Regions from separate parts of the Mus musculus genome. Here regions 1 and 3 are each linked to region 2. A link is a contact called in public HiChIP or PLAC-seq and promoter capture Hi-C data. All regions are on one chromosome and are shown on one strand. The core of a region is the stretch at or near the end of the contact, and the rest is flanking DNA. Distances in the headings are between cores, read along the strand shown. Region 1 overlaps Ercc6l2 (excision repair cross-complementing rodent repair deficiency, complementation group 6 like 2). Region 2 overlaps 1700024I08Rik (RIKEN cDNA 1700024I08 gene). Region 3 has its middle 17 kb from the start of Gm30950.

Region 1 (2,962 bases), core at 188-2,687, 180 kb after region 2:
GTGTGAGTCCGTGGCCTTACGTGAGTGACTTGCCCATTCATTATCTGAAAGATAACCGACACACAGCCTTCCACTTTTAAACTCCAGAATGCCCCAAAGTCAAGTGGCAGCCACTGCCCTCTCCTCATTGGCATTGGGAACTTACTGTTTTCCTTCTTCCTTGGAATTATGTTCTATTACTATTAAATTATTTTAGATAAAAGTTATAATGAAGACTCAACAATTAGGACTCAATGTATGGCATTATGTTAAAAATGCTAATTTTTATAATCACTCAGAGTTTGTGTGCTGTGGTCTAAAGAAATGGGATTTTTATCTTTGCCCAGGATTCCGATGCCTTAACTTTTCACATTACTATGATTTAGTAAATATAAATAGATTTATAGCCTAACTTTGTATTTCTTAAGTAAAAGGAAATGAATAAACATTTGATTTTAATTGAAACCTCTTTCATCGAATTTAATATATATGGTTTACACACTCTGATTTATTCATTTAGTACCCCTTTCCCAGCTTCTCTGGTCTGTGATAGGTACGGCTATGTAGGTGACAGTGGTAAGAGCAGCAGTGTAGGTGACAGTGTGTTAAGTGACAGCTATATGTAAAGGCAAGGAGGTCCTATCTGTAAAGTTTCATGTTGTATAGCTCCTGGCATTGAGACTGGCACATTGAAGTGTCAGGCTAGTACCTGCCCACATTCAGCTGAGCTCACAGGACCATATAGGAACTATCTATTCAGAAAACAGCAGGCTCTCCAGGTCTGTCTCTCTCTGTCTCTGTCTCTCTCTCTCTCTCTCTCTCTCTCTCTCTCTCACACACACACACACACACACACAGGAATACTTTATTACTTTATTCTGTTACTACAAGAAACTCATGAACCTCTTACCATGTTGGAACACAGCATTTGAGGTAACTTGAATCTGTGTCCCAGGGCCGGCCATGGTCACTCACACTTGGCAGCTGGAGCATATAGGGGAGGGAGAGCTGTGTTTGCATGGGCAGAAATCAGTGCCCCGCCCCCCAGTAAAGCACTCCCACTGATGGAAACCAGAAGAAATGGGCTCCCGAGGGCTTCTCCAGTCTTTGGAGGCCTCTAGTCCCACACCACTCCCCGGGGAGCATGAAGGGGCCCTTTTAGTAGGGGAGCAGGCTTTGGATTAGCCAAACTAAGAACTGTTGACAGATTAACCTCTTGTGTATTTGGGGGTACACCCGGGTTGCGGAGTAAGTCAGAATCAGTCCAGAGATAGGTTTGACACTCAGTAGGCAGCTGACCATCCGAGGGTAGGCAAGGTGCAACTCCTGGGCTTTTCCTTTTCTGCCTGCAACAAGATGGACCACCGCCAAATGAGCTTGGCCGTACCCTGCGGACAAACTGCAGATACTGTGAGCCCCAAATGAGGACTTCTCTGTACTTCCGGTGGCTGGCAACTCCCGGAAAGGGGCCACAAAGCCTAGCGCTGCTCTCCCTCCCACTTGGCAGGACAGAGCATCTACCCTAAAAGAGAAGAATGGCTAATGGAATTATGCTTTGGCAGTAGCGACGGAAAACTCCTGAGCTCAAGCCAGTGGGGGGCGCGTTATCTGCCACCAGCCGAAAGCCAGGCGGCTTCCCGCATCCCTCACAGCGTGACGCCGTGGGTGGTCCAGCTTTGGTAGTGCAGGAGCTTAAAGAACTGAAGCCCTAAAGCAAGGGGACGCCGTATGTCAGCGATCCTGTGGAGTCCCTATAGTATCCTGGCAGGAGAGTGGGGATGGTCACCTAGTGCGGTGTCAGTCAAGAGACCAAGCGAGTATATGGACAGTCAATAGGCAGGAGCAGGTGGGGACCCCCACGGGGCACAGCTTGGCACAGTTGACTGGGCGAGTGCACCCCAGGCTTAAATGTTCTGAATCCTGGAGGCCAGAGGCGCCGGTTTCTGCTGTCTAAATCACTTTCAACTGATCCCCAACGCGCAGTCTTGGGAAGCTGCCAGACGAAGGCTCCCCCCTTCCCGCAAGCACCTAGACAGAGCTGCAAAGCAGAGCTAGGAAGGAAGTGGGAAACTGGCAGGGTGGAACTCCTGGCCGGTTCCAGGCTCCGTGTTAGCGAGGGCCGCGGGGACGCAGCCAGGCAAGCCTCACAAACACACAGCAGGCTGGCCCAGGAGGAAATCCGACTTAGCACCTTGGCGAACTCCACCTAAGATTCCCCGGCCAGCTGCCCCGGGAAGCGGCCCCCCACGTCCAGACGCACTCCCCCAAGCCGGTGCACGTCTTGCCCTTGCGCTTGTTGGACCTGCTGGCTGGGCCTCCAGTCCTTGGCCACACACCCTCTAGGACAGGCCCTGCGGTTGCCTTCACTGCCCTCCCACCTTCAAGCTTCCCTCAAAGCCAGAGCCTTCTGCCAAGCCTCCATTCCCAACCTGTTATCACGTCCTGGAGAAAATGTCTCTGAAATAGTTCCTGAATCCCACTGCCAAGAGCCTGAGTTTCTGTCCCTCCACCTCCCATCTGGATGCCTGCAGACTTCTCCCTGGGTTCCCAGGCTTCGGCCTCCTCCCTCTCTAATCCATTTTCCACACTGCATCCCCAAAGCCTGTTGAAACATAGGGACCTCCGCTGTAGTAAACCTCTCATTTCCTCTGTTAGGGAGGGTAAAGGGGATTGGGCTGGGGAATAACTACATCAGTTCACATTTATTGAGCATTTACTTAGTCGTTTGTTTAACATTTCAAGTGCTTTTCACATTTAATCTGCCCTAGACCTCTCCCGGGCAGGTGTTATCTGTTTTATTGAGGAAGAAACTTAGGCAGAGAGGCCACACAGCCCTGTATTGGCAATAGCTGCTCGGACTGTTTCTCTTCTACCTGAGAATCTCCCAGAAGCACCAGGTTCTAGTTAGTAAGTAGACCAGGCTATTAAATCAAACTAGCACAGTCCCCCACATTTGGCTTCTGAACACTAGAAGCCCAGGTCA
Region 2 (3,188 bases), core at 455-2,954:
ATATTTGTTGTTTGCACTTGTGTTAAATTCAAGGCCATTGTTCATACTTCCAAGGTTTTAAAACTATTACTCTAGAGCTGAGTGTGGAGCTCCCACTTGAAACCCCAGTACTCAGGAGGCTGAGTGGAGTGTTATCACCAGTTCAAGGCCAGTGTGTGCGGCATAGTGAGAACAGAGGTGGTGGGAATAGAGGAAGAAAGGGGACAGGGAGAGAAAAAGAGGGAGAGAGGGAGAGAAGAGAAATAAAACTAATTCATGACTCTCTGAGGCATTTCCCTAAGCAACTCTGACCTGAGAGTGCAGCCAGTTGACTGAGATCATCCCTGGCCATTCCCAATGGACACTCTTAAACAGTGTTGATTATATTGCATGTACTTGTGTGTTCTCTATGTACATGAAGGCATGACACCTGTGTGGCGCTCAGAAGACAACTTGTGAGAACTTGTTCTCTTCTTCCACCATGTGGGTCCCTGGGCTTGAACACAGATTATCATGATTGGAGGCAATTACCCCCCACCAGCACTGGCCACTCCCCCCCACCCCACCCCCTCCCTCCAGTCTCACTGTGTGACTCTGGCTGGACTAGAACTTGCTATGTAGACCAGGCTGACCTGGAACTCTACAGAGATCCATCTGCTTCTGTCTCCCAAGTGCTGGCATTAAAGAAGTATACCACTAGGCTAGGCTTGTGGCAAGCTCCTTTGACCCACTGAGCTACATCGATGAACCCTGCTCTCCTCCAAATTTTATCATAAGGAATAGGGAGCTAGGTTTTTGTTTTTGTTTTTGTTTTTGTTTTACCTGCCTATTCTCTCTGGTCTGTAGCATAGGCTACCCTGGAAATCACTATTTAGCCGTTATCTGGCCTCTAGTGGATGGTGTTTTTCCTCCCTCAGGCTCCAAATGCTGGAATCAGACATGACCCAACACACTGGGTAACTTCCTATTTTCAAGAGCAATAACTTTGTCAGAATGTTCCTGGTCGTTAATAGACACTTCCTGAGGTCTGCTCTACACTGTTTTTACACAGTGCCCCAGCATCAAGAACTCTCTACAGCCTGCTAAGGGAACTCAGGACATAACCTTTTAAGTTCATTTATACTTCTTAGACACCTTTTAACAGAGTGTTCTTAACTGAATAGTTTTGCCCCCAATAGTATCAGGAGGCAACTTTCATGGTTAATAAAGATTGGCTGCCACTGGTGTCTAGGACAAAGGGCAGGGCTGTATTCAACATCCTCAGATTCAAGGCATGGCTCCTGCAATGTCCACAACTCTGAGGCTCAGAAATCCTGGCCTAACATCTCTCCTTCCTGGGAGCTGATGTCTCTGTTTGAGAAAGTCAGGTTTGTGGGGACCTGCAAGGCTTATTTCAGCAGAGAACCAAATCCTTGATGGTACCTCTCTGCTTCTGGCTGGGAGCCATCTCTGTCTGCTGTACCCTGGCTTGGGTTTGCATAGAGATCTACTTAAGCCCTTCTAAAGAACCCTTGAAGCAAGAGCTGGGCGGACTGTTTGACTGTGACTAAAAGGGGAAGGGAATGCGTTTTGGAGGGGGGGGGGTTGAATGCTGAACTTTCAACCCTTCTTGGCAGTATTTGCTGGTCAGAAAGCAAAGCCAGCTGTAACTTGGACAGAGCTATACACAAGCAGACAACAGACTGCTATCTTGCAAATTGGAGGCTTTCGATGGCTTCTCATGTGGGCATTGGCCTCAGGCAGGAAGACCACCCACAGGCAAGCGCACAACGCCTCCCAGGAGGCCTCTAATCACCCACCCTTCTGGCCACCTGTTCTGGGGCTGCTTATCAGATGTGAAGGAGCCAGTTAATAACCATTTATAAGCTATAAATGGAAGTGGCCGTGGCAGGGAGCTGATAAACATTTGGGGGCAAATTATTTGTGTTGCTGGACTGTCATTTGCACCCCTCTTGAAAGTATGTGTTTCGGGTTACAGGATGTCCAGATGGCTGCTTGTGGCCAGCCCTGTCTGCTGAAGGGCTGGGACTATGATCTCCACCCTACTGTGGATACTATGGGCTGCTTGGAGAGTGTTAGCCTTCCCGGGCATCAGCCCTGTCTTTATAACTCTGAAGGAGAAAGGAAAAGTCAAAGCTCCCTAAAGGATTTCATGCCATATGTCTTGGGAATCTCTGATCTCAGTTTGGAACTAAAGGGGATTGACTGTACTCAGCACTGAGCTAAACAGGAGCGAGCTTTGTAGAAACTCCAGTCATTGGTGTAGATTTTAGATCCCCCCTCAAGAGATGGAAAGGATGGTGAGATGTCATCTAAACTGATACTGACAGTCAGGCAACTGCAGACCGTGACTTGGGAAGAACATTCATTCCACAAGGTGCTTTCCAGAAGTCAACATGGCTGCAAAGCAGTCAGCTTTGCTGTGGTCTCCAAAGGCCCATGTGTTAAATGCCTCTCCCCTCCTCCCCCATCTGTGGGAGGTGCAGACCTTAAGAAGTAGGGTCTAGTGGGATGAAATCAGGTCACTGTAGTGTGCTGGTTGAAGGGGCTACCTACGCCTTTGTCTCTCCAGTGGGATAAGCAGTGCTCCTGGCCATGAGGTGCTCCCACAGGCACAGAGGAAGCTACCACAGACTGGAAGCCCAAACAACCCGTTTTGCTCTAAGTTTTGATCCTCTGATGCATCTGTTTCAGTAAGGAAAAACTAAGGCAGCCATATTAACTAGGGTTGGCAACTGTGAAATTCAGAGGCCAAAGAGGATCTTGAACAATGGAAAGGGGTGCTGGGTAGAGACAAGGCATTTGAATAATAGAAGTGACACCTGGTTCTTTCATTTGAGAGCTGTAGTGAAGCAGAGCCAGCTGTTCTGCCTTTATCGTCCCAGACTGGATATGACCAGAATTCTTCAAGATGTCAAGTAGTGGATACTACTGAACTGGTGGCTGCTAACGTAGAAAACATGATCAGAGTGCCCAGGCCCAGTTCTGGACCTTAGGTTCTCTGTGACCTGGCTGGGGTCTGCATACAACTTAGTAAGTTGTGTACCTACGCCCTACCTGGGGAGCTACTATATGAAGTGTGGCCCACAGCTGGGCCCTGGGAGTCTGTGACTGGCTGGAGAACCATTTGAGGCCACAGCAGAAGGCTAACAGGGTGTGGAAGAGTAAATGTTATCAGGGTTTGTTCCAGACATCCACAAGGCATGGAA
Region 3 (2,844 bases), core at 136-2,635, 230 kb after region 2:
CTACAGCCTGCAAATACCAGGGCCCTACAGAAGACCCCAAGCAGCTGTGTATGCAGCACTCCTGGGTATAGCATGCTTTGATATGTTTACTAAGTCTCTGGTTCCCTCTCCTGCTGGCAAGGCTGGCAGGTCCAGAGGAGAGGAGAGAGGTACCAATCCCACCAGGGTCTCTCTGGGGCTGAGCTAAATGGAGAGTAAACAGCCCAAAAGAAACACACTGAGCTGAGCCGGGAGTCTTGTTGAAGCAGGAACTCAACTTTATGGCATCAGTTTCTCACTTATATAAAATCGGAACATAGGGAGAGGGGATTTTGGTGGGTAAAGATGACATAGGAGGCAGGGAAGGGTGACGGGAAAGCTCTACATCAGCAACGGCCAGGCAGAGGCAGGGTCAAACAGGTCTTGCTGAGTCACTCCAATAAGGAAGTGACAGACGGGTCTCAGAACTTGAGACAGGCTCGGGGTTTGTCCTCAAGGCCCAAACCAGGGCCAAAATGGGGCCCATCGCTCTCCCTTGGCACATCTCAAGATGGGCATAGCTATTTGATTTGTTCTGGCCAATGAAATGGGAATGAGGATAGTTTAAAAAAATTTTTTTGCATGTATTATAACTGAATACTACAAGCCAATTCTCTACTTGCATGTGGAGTGCATGCATGTGCAGTGCTTGTGTGTGTGCGGGAGGGGTGTGTGTGGGGGTGTGTGTGCGAGGTATGTGTGTGTGATGCACCAAGGCACACATGTGGAGATCAGTTCTCTCCTTCTACCACAAGGGCCCAGGGGATAGAACTCAGGTCCTCGGGCTTGGCAGCAGGCATTTCCTTTGCTCCCTGAGCTAGCTTGCCGACATCACGGTATTTGACCTTAGTAGATCTGGAAGGATCCCTTAGCACTGCTCCCCATGTGCATCCCATGTGGTTCACTGTCTCTCCCAGTTGCCCTACTCTCTCCCTCAACCATCCCAGCCGCCGTCTCTGCTCATCTAAGAGACTCCGACTTTCGGCAGCCTGTCAGTCAGTCTTCCATGACTATGGCCCTGGTTCCTCATGGCTGCTCAGAGACTAACCTCTCCCATCAGTACTGCCTCAGAACACAACCCAGGCTGCTTCCTTGAGCAACTCTCCACCCACTTCTCCCTACCTGATCTCACACCCTCCTCCCTGCCCCTCATCTGTCTCGGATAATTTATTCCCTCAGGGCAGAAGGAAAATGTTGAGTCTGTCTTGCTTTAAGATTCGTGGTTTTGGAGAAATCATTTCCTCCCAGTTTCCTGGCTTCAGTCAATGGCTTTCACTGCCTTTAAAATGTGACTCAAAACTCACCTCCTGCAAGGAACATTTCAGGATTGGTTGCACATGAATTGTTGCATTTGCTGCTGTGGCCCCCTGGAACTCAGCTATTCAAGAGACTATGTAAACGTCCCCTTGTCGCTGGGTTCTTTTGTTGCAGTGTTCTTCTGGTTTCTATGCGGCCTTTTCAGATAGATTTTACACGTGGGATTAGGAGGAAGCACTCGGTGCTGACATACTGAGAAATATTAAAATAGCTTACCCTAGGAACAATAACAAGGTCACTGCCTTGGAACCTTCGGAGGCCAAAATTTCCGTTTCTTCAGGGGTTTGACAAATACACAGATCTCTATATCACAGGCTCCAACAAGCATTGGGAACTAGCTTAGGTGACAGATTTTCTTTTCTGATGGCATGTTTATTGTAACCCAGTACAATGACCGTGTGCATTTACGGGGTACGGCACAGTGCTTCCGTGTGTGTGGATATAAAGTGTATTGTGTCCCATCAGACAGCCAGCTCTCTCGTCTCTTATTACTTCTTCATGTTTGGATATTTTCAGCTCCTCTCTCCTAGTTCTTCATGAAGTATGTAGAAGGTTGGGGGCTGGAGACTGGGCTCAGAGGTTAAAGTACTTACTGTATAAGCCTAAGGACCAGAATTTGGATGTTAGAAACCATGGAAATGCTACGTGAGTGTGCAGCCCTGAGCTGGCTAGTGAGTCTGGATTTGCTGAAAGAGCTTGCCTCAGTGAATAAGGCAGATGACAGCTAACGTTAAGGATGTTTGAAAAGCCATATGAAAACCTAATATTTTACAAACTTCATATATATGTGAGTTTAATTGGAGTTATCCTATATGGGGGATAATGCTTCTCCAAGAAGTCATGGGTTGCCAAATACAAATCTCAGTGGTAGGTATGCGACACCTTCCCCCATTGAGTTGTTGGTCAGGATGCCCTGGGGACCTGTAGCGCAATACTATTACTACTGCTCTTGCTTGCCCACCAGAACTGGATGATAATAGCCTATTGCCGAAGACACCACAAACATTGGTCACAGGACATGGAGAGATCAAACTACTGACTAAAAAGCTTCCTCCGTTCTGGTAGGTTGTTTTTTTTGTTTTGTTTGTTTTGTTTTGGTTTGGTTTTTTTTTTTTTTTTTTTTTTTTTTTGAGTGGCAGCACTGAGGTTTATTGGAGCGTCCTAATACAGACGCTGGGGCTTGCCCATGGTGCTCTTAATGTACAAAGCCCAGACGTTTTGCCAGTTTTTCTTGAGCAAGGACACCAAGAAATTGACAGCCAGATGAATGTTGTGGACCAGCTCATCATCGGTCATCTTCACGTGGCCGACAGCGACGGCCAGACACAATACCTTCTTCATCTGGAACTTGATTGTCGATTTCACCTCATCCACTTTGGCCGCCATGTTTTCATTGGGTGTCAGCAGGGAGGGGAACTTGCCAGCCTTGTTTAAGCCTGGGCCCGGATCTGCTTGATCAGAGATTCGGAGGCCAAAAAGGCATCGTACTTCTTGGCCAGCTTCTTGACC

Evidence for each region. HiChIP or PLAC-seq counts read pairs in DNA pulled down with a chosen protein or histone mark. Capture Hi-C pulls out chosen DNA fragments and counts their contacts.
Region 1: a promoter capture Hi-C map of adipose tissue shows a contact between it and region 2, with 1.9 times the contacts expected there. The contact joins two enhancer-like sites. A contact is called at or near these places in 4 of 484 Hi-C or Micro-C datasets (adipose-derived mesenchymal stem cells, epidermal suprabasal cells, group 2 innate lymphoid cells and 1 more) and 1 of 9 other capture datasets (adipose tissue).
Region 3: a contact with region 2 is called in an H3K27ac HiChIP or PLAC-seq map of embryonic stem cells, with 6 read pairs. The contact joins two enhancer-like sites. A contact is called at or near these places in 2 of 484 Hi-C or Micro-C datasets (the G1E-ER4 cell line and cardiomyocytes) and 2 of 115 datasets of contacts at active chromatin or transcription factors (astrocytes and embryonic stem cells).

What each region holds. Positions count from the first base shown.
Region 1 is chr13:63,899,859-63,902,820 of GRCm38.p6, forward strand. It overlaps Ercc6l2 (excision repair cross-complementing rodent repair deficiency, complementation group 6 like 2), which reads left to right. Exons shown (of 19, transcript NM_001013608.3): 19 at 1-444. Gm46423 (a long non-coding RNA gene) reads right to left here. Exons shown (of 3, transcript XR_001780983.2): 2 at 1,193-1,325; 3 at 901-963. Among named protein-coding and RNA genes, the nearest start is that of Gm46423, 5.4 kb to the right of the region's middle. Within about 2 kb of position 1,438, at least 108 of the 459 cell types and tissues checked have an H3K27ac peak or open chromatin away from gene starts, as enhancers often do. A contact at or near this core is called in adipose tissue and uterus, where this site is marked.
Region 2 is chr13:63,718,012-63,721,199 of GRCm38.p6, forward strand. The region is part of intron 4 of 1700024I08Rik (RIKEN cDNA 1700024I08 gene); the gene reads right to left. Among named protein-coding and RNA genes, the nearest start is that of 1700024I08Rik, 15 kb to the right of the region's middle. Within about 2 kb of position 1,705, at least 59 of the 459 cell types and tissues checked have an H3K27ac peak or open chromatin away from gene starts, as enhancers often do. A contact at or near this core is called in the G1E-ER4 cell line, adipose tissue, embryonic stem cells and 1 more, where this site is marked.
Region 3 is chr13:63,943,381-63,946,224 of GRCm38.p6, forward strand. It overlaps the pseudogene Gm7695. Among named protein-coding and RNA genes, the nearest start is that of Gm30950, 17 kb to the left of the region's middle. Within about 2 kb of position 1,386, at least 16 of the 459 cell types and tissues checked have an H3K27ac peak or open chromatin away from gene starts, as enhancers often do. A contact at or near this core is called in the G1E-ER4 cell line and embryonic stem cells, where this site is marked.